2 separate regions of the Pungitius pungitius genome follow, and region 1 is linked to region 2. Evidence: chromatin contacts called from public Hi-C data. All regions are on one chromosome and are shown on one strand. The core of a region is the stretch at or near the end of the contact, and the rest is flanking DNA. Distances in the headings are between cores, read along the strand shown. Region 1 holds the start of sox4b (SRY-box transcription factor 4b). Region 2 holds the start of cdkal1 (CDK5 regulatory subunit associated protein 1-like 1).

The links. Hi-C and Micro-C count contacts between places; a contact is called where the count stands out from the background.
Region 1: a Hi-C map of muscle shows a contact between it and region 2, with 3 times the contacts expected there. The contact joins the promoter of sox4b here to the promoter of cdkal1 in region 2. A contact is called at or near these places in 2 of 2 Hi-C or Micro-C datasets (both in muscle).

What each region holds. Positions count from the first base shown.
Region 1 is chr11:467,098-470,567 of fPunPun2.1, reverse strand. sox4b (SRY-box transcription factor 4b) reads right to left here and starts at 1,471. Exons shown (of 1, transcript XM_037454464.2): 1 at 1-1,471. The coding sequence starts at 832.
Region 2 is chr11:237,896-241,348 of fPunPun2.1, reverse strand. cdkal1 (CDK5 regulatory subunit associated protein 1-like 1) reads right to left here and starts at 2,137. Exons shown (of 15, transcript XM_062565521.1): 1 at 1,981-2,137; 2 at 409-572; 3 at 1-65. The coding sequence starts at 566. LOC119197987 (transcription factor E2F3-like) reads right to left here. Exons shown (of 8, transcript XM_037454743.2): 8 at 3,283-3,453.

The DNA of each region.
Region 1 (3,470 bases), core at 222-2,721, 230 kb before region 2:
CCGAGCTGCTGAGCGTGGGGCTCGCCGGCACCGCCACGGAGGAGGAGGACGAGGAGGAGGCGGGGCTGACGCTCAAGTTGGCCCCGCTGCTCCCGAACACGTACACCCGCTTGGGCTTCTTGCCCTCCGGTATGAGCTTGGCCGAAGAGCAGGAGACCGACTTGGACTTGTAGAGGGAGTTGTGGTGGTGCTCTGATGCGTGGTCAGAGGCAAACGGTGATGCTTTGGTGCTGCTGCTGCTGCTGTTGTTGTTCCCGAAAAGTGATTTGTGGGACTTACTGCTGCTGGGTGATTTGGATCCATTCTTCCTGGAAGAGGAGGATGTCTTGGTGCTGGTGCTGCTGGAGCTACTGCTGAGTTTCTCCCCCTTGTCCCCGTTACCGCCCGGCTTGGAGGCGCTTGATTTGACCTTCTTCCTCGGGCGGTACTTGTAGTCGGGGTAGTCCGCCATGTGCTTGAGCCTGAGACGCTCCGCCTCTCTGATGAAGGGGATCTTGTCGCTGTCTCTGAGAAGCTTCCACCGCTTCCCCAGCCTCTTGGAGATCTCTGCGTTGTGCATGTCGGGGGACTGCTCCATGATCTTCCTCCTCTCAATCTGCGACCAAACCATAAACGCGTTCATGGGCCTCTTGATGTGGCCGCTGGGCGTTTTGCACCACGCGGGGTTCTCTCCCAGCTTGTCCCCGGCGGTTGAAGAAGCCGCGGAGCCCGGGGAGAGAGGCGATGCGGCCGGGTCCAGGTCCATGCACGCCCCGGAGTCGGAGCTGGAATCTCCGGCGAAAAAGGACAGCGCCTCGGCGGTGCTCTCCGCGTGGCTCATCTTCTGCACCATGCTGCCCGGCTACACGCAACAGAGTCTCTATCCCTCTCTCCTTGGTCCCTGCGATTCACTTTAAAAGCAAACTCAGCTCTTTTTCTCCTCCTCTTCAGTTTGAAAAAAAGCGCAAAGGAATAATTCACTCCCGAGGTGTGCAGTAAACTCGGAACAGTTCAGTCCAGTGTAGCCTTAAAAGGCTGGATGTGTGAAAATAAAAAAAACAGTTTAATTTCCAGTTTCCGTTGGTGATAAAACAGACAGCACAGCCCCACTCTTCCTTGAGTGCACTGTTATCTGCCTCCCTCTCTCTCTCTCTCTCTCTCTCTCTCTCTCTCTCTCTCTCTCTCTCTCAGTCTCTCCCTTCTGTGTTATAGAATCGGTTCAGCCGTGTGGGGACTGAACGCAGTCTGTGCGGCTGCTGCGCGCACACTGAGTGCCACGCCGTGCGCTCGGGCACTTCCAAAAAGGCTCCCAAGCCTACAGTGTGAGACGCGAGTGCTTCTCTCTGCATCAGCTCTGTTCCCTCTTCTCAGAAACAAAAGCCATGCGTGCCGGGGAGGAAAAAAAGACACCTAGAGTTACACAGTCCACCTTCCATCTGTAGACCGAGTTGCAAGCAGCCCTCCAGTCTCGGTCCCACTTGCTGGTATTTATCCCTTCCACGAGATACAACGGCGATAAAAATCCACCAATAGGAGTCTGTCACTACCCTGCCTTTGAGCTGAACCCACGCCCCCTCGCCGCTGATTGGCCCAAAATGGAATCTAATAATAATCAGCGCGTGCAATGAGGAGCCTCGTGTCTGACCTCATTCTAGAATACAACAAGAAACTTCAGTTTTTTTTAAAGAGACACTGGTTTATGTTATGGAAGCCCTTTTTACCCTCCTACCACCAGCCCGTGTGGATACCATTAACCAACAGCTATATGGGGAGCTAAGTATGCTTCACCACATGGGAACCGTAACACGAGGCTGTGGTGCCTGGGTAATACAGAATACATCAAATAGACCCTGGTAATACCATTAACCCATTTCCAGTGTTGTTGTTATGAATGCTCCACACCTTTATTACTGAATAGAGATACTCTGAGTCACTGCACCTGCATTATGTGAATGATGCTGTCATAATAGCAGTGACAACAATAATGTCAATAATAACCACTTAAATCAAAGAGTGGGGATTTACTAATTGCTTAGTTAATTGTTTTTAGTTGATGATTACCTGCCTACAGGTGGTCACTGATCGAGATCAACATGTTCAACAGTTAAGCCTCTGAACGAGCGCCTCATAAACAGAGAAACATCTCATGGAGACATCATCGTCGTTTAGCTGGTGTGAGAAAAGAACCAAGCTGTATGCTTGACGCTGCCCCCCCTTCCTCTCTCTCTCCGTGAGGTGGGGTTGGGCGGTCCTTTGTCACACAACACTCATCGAACCAGCCCTCTCCCGCACACCAGACAGAGAAGTGAGGCGGAGAAGAAAAGCAGGTGGCGATGTGTGCAGATTGTGTCTGCGAGCAAACACATCCGCACCCCTCTAAACTGACAACGAGTGCAGTTTGCCGTGCGGTGACACAAACAAGAGCAGGTGACAGGAGAATGCGCGGCAATGCGCATTTACGCAACGGTTCTCTTTTTACGCACGGAACAAGTGCAATTTCCAAGTTAAAAGTTGTGTATAAAATATAGCATTGGCAGAATAAACAAAACGATCATGACCGGCATTGCCAATCAAACAGGAAAAATTGATTTCTTCCTGAGTCATGATAACATGTAAAATACAGTGTTTATGAGCCTGACCTGCCAACTTTACACTATCCGTGCGAACATAATCATTGCCATCTTTGTACTTTTTGCTTTTGGTTCTAATGCTTATTAACAGAAACCATTATGTTGTAAACACAAGTCAACTTTGTTTCTTCGGATCATACGCAGTACACCCCCAAAATAATCACTCACTTATTTCACTTTTTAATCAGTTAAGGAGTCCAAAAAACAAGGAGAGAGGTGAGGAGGGACAAGCAGACGCACGGTGGAAACAGGCTGTGTTGGATGGTCGCTAGATGGCGTCGCAGAGCCGGAGAGGACTCGGCTGTGTGGCAGAAGATTTTGGAAAGGTAACCGAGTTCAGACCAAGCTTCCAGAACAGTTATCAAGGGTGAATTACATAATGCTTCTGCGCGATGGAGAGGCATCCAAGCGATGCTGTGTGTGTGTGTTGAGCACCGTGTGAATGTCATGACTGTGGCCATGGAGATCATGCATTGAAATAAAAGAGAATTTAAGTACCACAGCGTAAGTAGAAATCACCAGTATTTGCAATATGTCGCCAATGAAATGATTTGAACTTTCAATGGAGCACATTTCTGCACATCAAAACTAATTGCAAATGGGTCTGTGTGTAGTGGGGGGAGGGGGGGTAATAGAGAGAAAACGGGTGAATGAATGAGCGAGATGGTACGACATTTGCTGTCTAACTGAAAGCAGAGTCAGAAATGACTTGTATCACCACTGGGAAATTGGTATGAAAGTATAGTCACCAGTGTTACTGGATGCATTCCACTGCGTGCAATTATATTCAATATGGCCTCATATCTGCAGTGCATCCAAGTAAAGCAATGGGTAATTGGGCTCCAATTTGTGTGTTCATGG
Region 2 (3,453 bases), core at 888-3,387:
CATCTGAGTTGTTGTGACTGCAGCCCCACGTTTTCATCCAGATCTTTTGGGTGCCAGGGATCAAACTAAAAAACAAACAATAACAATGAAATATGTTCTTGTTATATGACGTGTAAAAATAACGTGGGTTATTTCAGAACACTGAAACACTGAAATAAAAAATAACCAAAAGTTTAGTGTAATCTGACAAAATTTTATTGACTTTACGAACCAATTTGAAACTTAAAAATCATGAAAGTCTGAAAAAAAAAGTTGGTTGTTTTTAAGGTTTGCTGCGATTTGAACTCCGAGGGGGAATTGATTGATTGTTTTTGTCTACACAGCATCAGCATAAGACCTACTGAATACTGGAGATATCACAAGAGACTCTTGTCCTGAAGTACTGCTCTACTACAACAGTCCACATACCTGTCAGCTTGGAGCTCCTCATGGCTCAGAAGCTCATTTTTCTTCCTGGACCTCGGGATGATGCTCTTTCGAGCAGATTGTCGCTCGTGAGGAGTAGGGTCGCTGGAGGACACCATGTCCTCAATGTCGTCAATCAGAGAGTCACAGGCGGACGGCATGACGGTCTGACAATGAGAAAGAGCCATTGTGAGCATTATTCTATACACCGTTGATCATATATTAGGCAGATATAGATCTATATCTTGGTTCTTGGTATCTTGGTTGTTGTTTGTCAAAACGCTGGGTAATGAATAGGATGACGTGGCATGTGATTGCACAATTGATTTGGCAACCAAAATTTTTGAAAAGCTTCAGAATTCATACTTTATTTTAGATGAATCTGTAGATTACCTTCTCATTCAATCAATTTCCATTTGGTCAATAATACATCAGAAAACGTTTTGACCTTTTTCTGAAGACCAAGGTAATTTCATCAAATGCTTTAGTTTTTTAGATCAAATTTAAGACAAAAAATTGCAACAAAAGTTCATATTTGAGAGAAGAAAATCTTAGAAAATCACTTTGACAATGGATGCATTATCTAAAGAATCAATTTCTGTAGATTGTGGGAGCTCGACAATACATTTGACAACAAATGAAACGTCAAGATATTCATTACTCATTACTGAATCCAAAAACCAGGTTATGTAGAAAATGCATTTCTCTAAAGTATTATTAAAAAACAGAAATAAAACTCTAGATACGTATCTGGTGGTGATTAACACGGAGATGCAACGTGGAAGTTGTCTCTACAAGTAGCATGCTGATTTCATTACCTTGAAGAATTTGTTTCTTCTGACACAACCGAGTTACCGTTAATCACGTTATTCAGTGAAGGGTTGTCGTCTATCACTCAGCCTCAGAACATTTCCTAATTTCCTTTCACTGAAAATGTGCACGAATGTAATTGCATCGGTAACAGAAAACAGGCAGGTCAAGCATTCATTTACTTCCCATTGTCGTAGTTAATGTACATTAACCAACCTATATGATACTATAGCTTCTTTCCTTACCAGGTTTGCCGTATAACGGAGTTTAGCTTTCTAACTAGCCAGCAGGTTAGCTAACGTTAGCTTGGTGTTTCCCACTGCTGGATACGTTACATACAACGCCACCTAACGTTAGCTTCATTGTAGTTGACACCTTAAGTTGGCACACTATGTTCATACAGAATAACGTTAGATAGCTTTATCAAACAAACCTAGCTACTCGTAGATACGTTAATAACGTTTTAGCAAACAGCTCAAGTAGCGTCAAGTAACGTTATTATACTATTTAAATTACTCTCGACTGTCACCGTTAACCTAAGCGCATGGCCATGAACGCATGCATTTCAGCCAATACATATTACAAACGAACATCAAATGAAGTTAATTTGATAGATACTTGGCAAGCTACCGTTTGATTATAAAGTTATTTATGTAACTTGAGCAAGCTGTCTCTTAGCTTGACTAGCCTCTTTGGCTAGCTACAACCCACGTGGCCCTTATTTTGGACAGCCAGCGCTCCCCCGACGCTGTGAAACGTTCTTACCTGGAAAGCGATGTAGTTATTGGTTTAGAAAACTACGACTTTTGAAATAAGAGGTGCTTTACAAATGGAGAATTGTACTATTTACACAATCAAAACAGGTGTCTCAATCCGCCATACTTGTGCTTAGCTACGGTGGGTGAAGAGGGACAAACAGCAGAGTTCACTATTCTCTCTGTGAGCATGTAGCGTTAATTCAGCCAGCGCGATGACGTTAAATGGTTTATTTCATTGGTTTTAAACACTCCTCCTTAAAGACGATGAAAACACATTTATATATTCATATAGCCTTTATTCAAATTTTCAATTACAAACACCCAGGGTACAAAAAAACAAGTCCATTTACCACCTCCACCCCTCCCAAACAAATGCAACTCAACTTCATTTAAACAGATGTTAAAGAAACTTGTACAAGTGAATAACATACAAAGATCAAACATACAACAGCACACAGATGGAACCTTTCACTCAAACATTCAAATTCCGTTGTGATGATATTTTTCTGTAATTACCGGAAACAGGCAGCAATATTATTTTACAGTCAATGCTTTCCTATGAAATAGTACAACTTTTCACAACCTTTAGATTTACCGAACAGAACATTTTATTTGGTGACAGCTTAAGAATAACCGTAGAAAAATAGCAGGTACAACAGTGCTATTTCAATCGTCTACACTACAGTTAACACCACATTTAACCAAATGCTGCGTTTCTGTAAGCTTTAATAACACGAATCACACATTAGAAATGAAGGAGCTGTAACTTCACGTAACCCATCAAATAGTTGACAGACTCACCGGCAATGACACAAGCTTAAGCGGTGCATTCACATATTCAACATTCCATTAGAAACCCATGGAAAGGTACAATCTTCCCAAAAAAAACTGTTTCCATCATGTTCGAACCAGATTCTGGTCACTTGAAATAGATTGAGTTAAATAGAATTACCTTTATTAATGATATTAGAAAATAGCACAAACATTAGTGAACCAAATGGGGAAAATATTGAGTTGGATTTTCTCCGTAAATACATTTTTTTTATGCGTAGAGATTGTATTGTCGATCATAACATTTCTGTGCATTCAAGTTAAATTTTACATTCAATTGCAGTAGCACTAAAAATGAAAACCTGTATTTTCTTGTCATCTGAATGGATGTTAATGATTGCGTTTCGATTTTACGCAGTTGTTTCAATAGGAAATACTCTCCATAAAAGGCAGAAAAGAAAAGGAAATGTGATAAGATTCCCTGCTCGCATCATCAAAAATAAAAACGGACACACAGTGTCACAGAAGAACCCCCCCCCCCCACACACACACACACACACACACACGTCACTGATAATGAGTCAGTGGGGTACGAAGACAATGTCTCCTAATGGCCATAAAAGAAGATCGGCCAACTGCAAAACAATGAGTGCATGTATGCATCATTTGACGTGTACTACTTTTTTTCAGAGATGAAAGCAAGACGTAA